Linked DNA regions of Sus scrofa: region 1 is linked to region 2. The links are chromatin contacts, called in public HiChIP or PLAC-seq maps. All regions are on one chromosome and are shown on one strand. The core of a region is the stretch at or near the end of the contact, and the rest is flanking DNA. Distances in the headings are between cores, read along the strand shown. Region 1 has its middle 69 kb from the start of RINT1. Region 2 has its middle 32 kb from the start of KMT2E.

What was found. HiChIP or PLAC-seq counts read pairs in DNA pulled down with a chosen protein or histone mark.
Region 1: an H3K27ac HiChIP or PLAC-seq map of alveolar macrophages shows a contact between it and region 2. The contact joins two enhancer-like sites. A contact is called at or near these places in 1 of 47 Hi-C or Micro-C datasets (embryonic fibroblasts) and 1 of 2 datasets of contacts at active chromatin or transcription factors (alveolar macrophages).

What each region holds. Positions count from the first base shown.
Region 1 is chr9:105,459,530-105,464,031 of Sscrofa11.1, reverse strand. No RefSeq gene overlaps it. Among named protein-coding and RNA genes, the nearest start is that of RINT1, 69 kb to the right of the region's middle. Within about 2 kb of position 2,796, at least 8 of the 83 cell types and tissues checked have an H3K27ac peak or open chromatin away from gene starts, as enhancers often do. A contact at or near this core is called in alveolar macrophages, where this site is marked.
Region 2 is chr9:104,841,931-104,846,435 of Sscrofa11.1, reverse strand. No RefSeq gene overlaps it. Among named protein-coding and RNA genes, the nearest start is that of KMT2E, 32 kb to the left of the region's middle. Within about 2 kb of position 1,870, at least 20 of the 83 cell types and tissues checked have an H3K27ac peak or open chromatin away from gene starts, as enhancers often do. A contact at or near this core is called in alveolar macrophages, where this site is marked.

The DNA of each region.
Region 1 (4,502 bases), core at 1,547-4,046, 620 kb before region 2:
TTGATACTGCCGTGGTTTAGCACCAGGCCTGGAGACATTCTCCAGTGAGCGATTGGGTTTTGGGTTTTGGGGGTTTTTTTGCTTTTTTTTTTTTTTTTTTTTTTTTTTTTTTGTAACATGGCTTTGTAAATAAAATAATTTATATGTTTGTAAAAAAACAAAGTCTTTGGGTTTTTATAAAATGTAGATTTCGGGTATTGTTTTTTATTCGCGTGGGTGTCTGTGTTCTTACCAAGTGAGCCTTCCTGCTGGAATCCACATTCAAGGAGTGGAAGAGGAAAGAGTGAATTCATTCAACAAATATTTATAGAGCATCCCGGCTGTGGCTGCCCCCGAGCTAGGCACTCTGCTCAATGATGAGAAACAAACACAGTCCCAGCTGCTTCCTGAATGCTCCTTGGTCAGGGAGACAGTAAGTAAACACATTATTAAATGTGTAATAATTGTATTAATTGTATTAATTGTGGCAAATTTGATGGTAGAATTTAGTTCCAGGAGAGAGGAAGTAACAGAAACTGATGTAAAATGGGGTTGGGGGTGGGGTGTTCGCTCGCAGAGAGTTCCCTCTGAGGAAGTGAGCTGAAGGCAGAAAGTGTCAGGGAGATAATCCCAGGCTGGTCCATGGTGGGAAAGACCTGGCAAATTCCTGGAGCCTGAGGGAGATCCACTGTGGACAGCAGGGAAATAGATGGACAGAAGGCACTGCCAGGTCACAAAGGGTGTCTTAGAGTTTGGATTTTATGCTCAATCCAGTGGGAATCCTTTGAAGGGCTTTCCATGGGGGCATGGCATGATCTGATCTGTTAAAAGATCTCTAGCTGCTGTGTGGAGAATCTATCAGAAGCTATTGCAAGAGACTCAGACATGTTAGTGTGGTCCCAGGATGGTGACAGTAAATAGAGAAGAGAATAGATTCAAGATCCATTTACATATAAAATTGACAAGACTTGCTTAGGAATTGGATGTGAGAGTAAGGGAAGGAATGGCTCCCGTCTTCTGGTAGAGTAATTTTTTTTTTTTTTTTTTTTGTCTTTGGTCTTTTGTCTTTTTAGGGCCGCACCTATGGCATCTGGAGGTTCCCAGGCTAAGTTTCGAATCAGAGCTGTAGCCGCCGGTGTACACCAGAGCGACAACAATGCCAGAGCCGGGCCGCATCTTCGAACTACACGACAGCTCACGGCAATGCCAGATCCTCAACCCACTGAGCCGAGGCCAGGGATCGAACCTGCAACCTCATGGTTCCTAGTTAGATTTGTTTCCTCTGCCATGATGGAAACTCCTGGTAGAGTCATTGTATCGGGTGGAGATGCCATTTCTCCATGTGTTCTTCAGAGGAAGAACAGGGTTTGGGGGAGCAGGGACAGGCAAAAGGAAAGTTGCCTGAAGATCAGAAGTTCTGTTTTGTGCATACATGTTTGCCCATGTGTGAAAATGCTGTGAACCCCCAAAGGTGCTGTGTCAAGAATGCTTGGGATACACAGGGTTGATGCTCTCAGTATGTCTAAGTTCTCCAATTTTGGGAATCTTTGCTATATGGATGATATTGAGAGCGACAGGTATGAATGTGATTACTCAAGAGAATGTAGGGAAAGAAGGGCAGACATTTAGAGGTTGGGTAGAAGCAGAAAACTCCCAAAGAACCCCAAGAGGAAGCTTGCACAGAAGAGAGAACCCCACAGACAGTGGTTCCCTGGAGACTAGGACTGTAAGGTGCTTCAAAGTAGGAAGAGTTAGGTGTTCCCTTGTGGCACAGCGGATTAAGGATCTGGTATTGTCACTGCAGCAGCCCGGGTCAGTGCTGTGTCACGGGTTCAGTCCCTGGCCTGGAACTTACATATGCCATGGGGGTGTCCAAAAAAGAAAAGAAAAAGTCAACTGAGTTAAATATTGCTGCAACATGGAAGAGAGAGATGGTATTGAGTCTAGGGTCTTGCAGCGTGGAGATCATTGGTGACTATTAGTTTCCCAGGACTGCCGTTAACAATTGCCACGATTTGGTGGTCTAAAATAAAATAAATCCATTGTCTCAGAGTTCAAGAAGCCCCAAATAAAGCAGTTCTGCACTCCCTCAAAGGCTCTGGAGGAGAATGCTCCCCTACCTCTTCCAGTTGCTGGTGACTCCTTGCAGTCCTCGGCCTCCCTGGCTTGTAGATGCATCACTTCCATCTCTGCCTCTTTCTTCCAATGGCCTCCTCCCCTGTGTCCCTCCTCCATTTCAAATCTCCCACGGCCTTTCTCTAATAAGGACATCTGTCCTTGGACTGAAGGCTCACCCTAAATCCTGAATTGTATCCTCTCAAGATATTGATGTTGTTACATCTTCCAAATAAGTTCGTGCTCACAGGTTCTAGGGATTAGAATTTGAGCAAAGTGACTTTAGCAAAGCAGGTGTGTCAGGGAATTGAAGGAAATTCAGTTGTGTAGACAAGGTTAGAAGGCACGAGGGAGTGTTTGGATTTTGTTTCTTTTTGTTTTTGGTTTTTGTTTTTCAGGATCCACATCATGATTCATAGGCTGGTGAGGCTGGGACAATAGGCAAGAGAGAGAGGGTGAAGAAGCAGGAGAAAGGGGTGATTTTTTTTTTTTTTTTTAAGGGAGGTTTTTGAGAAGAGGGACATGAACTTGAACACATGTGGAAGGTATTGGCCTTTGTAGTGCAAAAAGATAAACCAGGACATATTAAAAATCTTAGAAGAGTTTTCACAAAAATGGATTCAAATCAAGCAGCGCCAAACCAGAAGTGGTTAGAAGCTCCACCAACAGGAACTGGGGAGACTTTAGAGAAAAGGCGGAAACAAAGTAAGGAAGTTGCTGAGTGGCTGTAGTTAAAGCCTCGTTGGCTGTTTGTGATTGGTTGTCCCTAGCATTTTGACTTACAACCTTGAAATATTTACAGGCTTAGATTCTGGTTTGCTTACATAGGCTTCTAGGGCATTAGAGCATCTCAGCCTAATGGCCTCTTAGTTTAATTAATTTAACAGTTGTCAGAGGGACACTTTCTCAAGAGAAATGGGGAAGAAGTCAGCTTGCAGATTCACTTCTGGGAAGACGAGGGATTTCCCATCTGATAGCTTCCACGTTCTCAGTGAATGTGGAGCGGGTAAGTGTGCCTAAGAGCTCAGAAGAGTTTGAGAAGAATAAAGAAAGAATTAAATAGTTACTAATGAAACTGGATTGTCACACAGCGTTGAGAACACACAAGATTCGTGATCAAAGCGGAGTCCTGGCAGGGAAATGACAGTCATGGAGAGTGATTTGAACACACCAAGGGCAGAGCAAGGCCACCAGGAGCTAAGACTCTCAGACAAACTAAGGCAATTTTTTTGTCGTTTTGCCTCAAGGCCTAAGTGTGACTACTTTCACTATCGTGCAGGAGCCAAAAAGCAGAGGAAGCAGATTTGTAGGTTGGTACAGAGAAAGCACAGTTGCAAATAAATGTTTGTATAACTGGATTATGCACAGCCACAAAACATCAGTGTGGTGCTTCTGGCACCAAGGCTGTCATTTTTCCCTTGGTTCTGAGTTTTGTCCGTGACTGGCCATCAGTCACTTCTCTCGCCTGGGTGACCGCTAACTCCATTTTGAAAGGAGATTTTACATCCTTTGTTTTCTAAACCTGGAACTCTGAGAAGCCTCCTTCAAAATAAGTCATAGGCTTGTGTGTGTGTGTGTGTTTGTGTCTTTTTAGGGCCACACCCGTGGCATATGGAGGTTCCTAGGCTAGGGATCAAATCAGCTGTAGCCGCCGGCTGACACCACAGCCACAGCAACACCAGATCTGAACTGCATCTGCAGCCTACACCTCTGCTCACAGCAATGCCCCTGATCCTTAACCCACTGAGCAAGGCCGGGGATAAAACATGCATCCTCAAGGATACTAGTCAGATTCGTTTCCACTGAGCCGAGATGGGAACTCCAAAATGAGCCGTAGGCTTGAGGAATCAATGTGTAAACCAGAAGTAATCTTGAAGACTCTCTTCTGCAGGTGAGGAAACGGAGACATAGCTTGAGAGGGACCAAGAACACAGAACTGGCTTATGAGCAACCCCGCTCTTTCAATCTGGTGCTCTTTCCATTTTATCTCCCTGCCTCCTGTAGAAATAAACTCTACCCATAGACCTTTCTCCAAGCCGCAGGTGGGTATTTCGTTAAAGGTAGTTTATAATTCTATATGTCTCCTAGTTGATTTACTCAGCTCTCTGGAATTTATTTTACAGTACTTCATTATTTTTCTCCTTTCTGAATTTTCCCATTAGGCAATAACTTCTTGCCTAATGGATTATTACTGCTTTCTGATCTGTTTGGGACTATTCCAGAACATCAGATTTAATAGATCCATGTTCCTGAGCAAAGTTCCCAGGAATATATTTCAATAAGTTTATTTTCGAAGTTCCCATAGGGGCACAGCGGAAACGAATCCAACTAGGAACCATGAGGTTTCGGGTTTGATCCCTGGCCTTGCTCAGTGGGTTAAGGAGCTGGCGTTGCCATGAGCTGTGGTG
Region 2 (4,505 bases), core at 621-3,120:
TTTTGGCTGCACCTGTGGCATATGGAAGTTCCTAGGACAGGGACTGAATCTGAGCTTCAGCTGTGACCTGCACCGCAGCAATGGCCTTGCCTGATCCTTAACCCACTACACAGGGCTAGGGATCAAACCTGCACCACCGTAGAGACAACTCGGATCCTTAACCAGCTGTGCCACAGTGGAAACTCCTACAATTTTTCTAGTATGGCTATAGAAAGAATAAAAACATAGTTGAAGTAATATTACAGGAAGTTTGTACATGAAATTTAAGCACTTGTACATTGCCTGGTGTGGAATAAGAGATTATTATTACTACTATTACAATGCTGATTATACAGTTATCGCCTGTTATTATCACAGAGCAATTTGCTCTGAGGGAATTCTTTTTTTTTTTTTTTTGTCTTTTTAGGACCACACCCGCGGCATATGGAGGTTTCCAGGATAGGGGTCTAATCGAAGCTGCAGCTGCTGGCCTACACCACCGCTCACAGCAATGCCAGATCCAAGCCACATCTGCGACCTACAGCACAGCTCATGGCAATGCCAGATCCTTAACCCACTGAGCAAGGCCAGGGATCGAACCCTCAACCTCATGGTTCCTAGTTGTGTTAGTTTCTGCTGCGCCATGACGGGAACTCTGGAATTCTTAATTCTAGCTTTAAAACACTGAGAAGGGGAGTTCCTGTTGTGGTTCAGTGGTAACAAACCCAACTAGCATCCATGAGGATGTGGATTCAATCTCTGGCCTCGCTCAGTGGGCTAAGGATCTGGTATTGCCGTGAGCTGTGGTGTAGGTCGCAGACATGGCTCGGATCCTGCATGGCTGTGGCTGTGGCTATGGCTGGCAGCTGCAGCTTGATTCTTCTTGGGAACTTCCTAATGTTTCAGGTAGAGCCCTAAAAATACAAAAACAAATAAACAAACACAGAAGGAAGAAGAGGAATGTTCCCTGTCCTAACATCTTTCCTTTGATCTTTACTCAGTCTTTAGTGTCATCCCCATTTTTGCTCAAGAGGAACATGAAGCTCAGAGAGGTTGTGCTATTTATGCAGGAAGCAGTGGAACCAGAATTTAAAGGCTGTGGCACAGTGGGTTAAGGATCCAGCATTGTCACTGCAGGAGCCCAGGTCGCTGCTGTGGTGTGGGTTTAATCCCTGTCCTTGAACTTCCACAGGATGTGGGGGTGGCCAAAAACCCACAAAAAAACCCTTATACGTAAGGCAGTAGGTGTACTTGTCTCCAAAGCTACAGCTTTTCTAACTACACCGATACAACTGTGACCCCAAAGCTTGTAGTTTAAAACAATAAACACTTGTTACTTTAAGTGGTTTCTGAGGGTCAGGAATCAAGGAGCAGCTTAGCTGAGGTTGCAAGGCATCCCAAGGCTCAGCAGGCGCTAGAGAAGCTTCTTTTAAGCTCCCTCGTGTAGTTGTTGGCAGGTTTCAGTTCCTTGCTGGCTGTTGCTAGAGGTCTCAGTTCCTTGCTATATAGCCTTTCCAGAGCCTTCCTGAATGTCCTCACAACACAGCAGCTGGCTTTTTCTGTGAGTAATGAGAGGGAAAGCCCAAGACAGAAGTCGTAGTATCTTAAAACCGCATATTGGAAGTGACATATCTTTGCTTCTGCTGCGTGCTGTTGGTCACATAGACCAGCCCTGGTAGAGGGTGGAAGAAGGTTACACAAGGGTGTGAATACCAAGAAGCCACTGGGGAGACTGGCTATCACAAATACTTGGGCTGATTTGGGGGAGTCAACTGGAAAGGATCTATGTGGTGGCAACTTCCTGTGCCAAGTACACTGGTCATTTTATGGGGACTCTTTAGGGGCACAGGGCACCCATTGATGTCTGCTCTGGGCTGTGTGTGTACTTTGTGCTGTCTAGCCTGACATAATATTTCTATATAGTCTGCTCCTGAAGCTCTAGCCCTGAGCAGAGAAGGGGCAGAGGACCCAATGATCCTGTAATAAGAAAAAATTTTTCTTTTTCTTTTTAGGGTCACACCTGCGGCATATGGAAGTTCCTGGGCCAGGGGTGGCATCAAAGCTGCAGCTGCCAACCTACACCACAGCAATACCAGATATGAGCTGTATCTGTGACCTATGCCACAGCCTGCAGCAAAGCCAGATGCTTAACCCCAATGAGGTGAGTGAGGCCAGGAATCGAACCCACATCCTCATGGATACTTGTTGTGTTCCCTTTTTTTTTTTTTTTTTGGTCTTTTTTGTCTTCTTTTGCCATTTCTTGAGCTGTTCCCGCAGCATATGGAGGTTCCCAGGCTAGGGGTCAGATTGGAGCTGTAGCTGCCAGCCTACACCAGAGCCACAGCAACATGGGATACGAGATGGGTTTGCAACCTACAGCACAGCTTACGGCAACGCTGGATCCTTTACCCACTGAGCAAGGGCAGGGATAGAACCCACAACCTCATGGTTCCTAGTTGGATTCGTTAACCACTGAGCCACAAAGGGAACTCCTGGATACTTGTAGGGTTCTTGACCTGCTGAGCCACAAGGGGAATTCCATAAGATATTTTCAAAAGCTGGGCCCAAACACTGTTCTTTTTTTCCCCTAAGCCCGCTGTTTCTTGGTAGGATTTTGGGGAAGGGACTTTTTGATTTTGTCTTTCTCTGGCTCATTTTACACATGAGATTCCTTACTCTGACTATAAACCATGGAAGAGCAGGTTTTCAGTTCTCCATCTCCTAAGTTATCTCTGGGATTTCCAGTCCACTGATGGGGTTAGTCCACTGTTTCTGGATCTGGTTGATCTTTTGGTTTGCTGGTTCATTGAAGCGTTTCCTGACATTAATCAATAGGTGCTGAGCTTGTTCACGTTTAGTCCTTGCTCAACCCACAAATGAAAATTAGAATCATGTGTGCTTTTTTTGGTATGTCCCTTCTTTTGAAAGCATAACCTTGACTTACCAGGCCCAGACAGCCACAGGGGAGAAGAGGGGCCCAGGTTGGAGTTCAAGAGCCACTGTCAAACAAGCCCTGGCTGCTTTGCAGTATTCGAGGGAGTTGCCTCTCTGACCTCGCTCCAAGTGTCAGGAGGTAACACAAAAGGTACCTGTGTGCATGGGTGTATGTTGAGGGGATGGAGGGGGCGGAGTTGGACCTCCTTTGAGGTCCCTGTCCCCAGGCAGGGCCACAGGGCTGCAGAGCCAGCATTTGTAAGTAATTTGGGTAAAGGGGAAGGAAGAAGAATGTGTGGCCAGGGCTCTGGTCCTACCAATTTTTTTTTTATTACTGTGGTAAAATATATATAACATAAAATTTACTCTCGTAACCATTGTTTTGGTTATATTCACTAGTTTGCTTTATTTTTTAGATTTCACATGTGATATCATATAGTATTTATCTTTGTCTGACTTATTTCACTTAGTAAAATGCCCTCCAAGTCCATCCATGTTGCTGCAAGTGACACCATTTTGTTCTTTTTTATGGCTGAATAATATACCATTGTATTTGTATACCATGCTTCACCTCTTCAACCGTTGATGGGCACTTAGGTTGTTTCCATGTCTTGGCTCTTGTAAATAATGCTGCTATGACCACTGAGGCGCAGGTATCTTTTTAAATTAGTGTTTTTGCTTTTTTTTCAGATGTATACCCAGACATGGGATTGCTGGATCATATGGTAATGTCTTTTTGCCTTTTCTTGAGCTGCTCCCACGGCATATGGAGGTTCCCAGGCTAGGGGTCCAATCGGAGCTGTAGCCACCAGCCTACACCAGAGCCACAGCAATGTGGGATCCGAGCCGTGTCTGCAACCTACATCACAGCTCACGGCAACACCAGATCCTTAACACACTGAGCAAGGCCAGGGATTGAACCTACCACCTCATGGTTCCTAGTCGGATTCGTTAACCAATGCGCCACAATGGGAGCTCTTTTTTTTTAGTTTTTTGAGAAATCTCCATATTGTTTTCCAAAGTCCATTTTCAGCATTTTTAAGTGTAAAATTCTGTAGCATTAAGTACATTTACATTGTTGTGCAACCATCACCACTATTTCATGTGCAGAGTTTTTTTCCTCATCCTAAACAGAAACTCTGTCTCCATAAAATAACTCTCCTTTCCCTTCTTCTTCCAGACCCTGGCAACCGCCACTCTACTTTCTGTCTTTTTGAATTTGACTCTTCTAGATACTTCATATACTGGGGAATCAGACAATATTTATCCTTTTGTGTCTGACTTATTCCACTTAGCATGATGTTTCCCAGGTCATCCACATTGCAGCCATTATCAGAATTTCATTCCTTTTTAATGCTGCATAATAGTCCATTGATGTATATATCACATTTTATTTACCCACATGTTTTCTGATGAATATTTGGGTTGTTTCCCACTTTTAACTCTTGTGAATGATAGTGTGATGAACATAGGTTTATGAAATCTGAGTATTTTCTTTTTTGTTGTTGTCAAAATGTAAGCATTTATTTCTAGAATCTTTTTTTCCATGAGTCTCTATTTTCTTTTCTTTCTTCTTCTTTTTTTTTAATGGT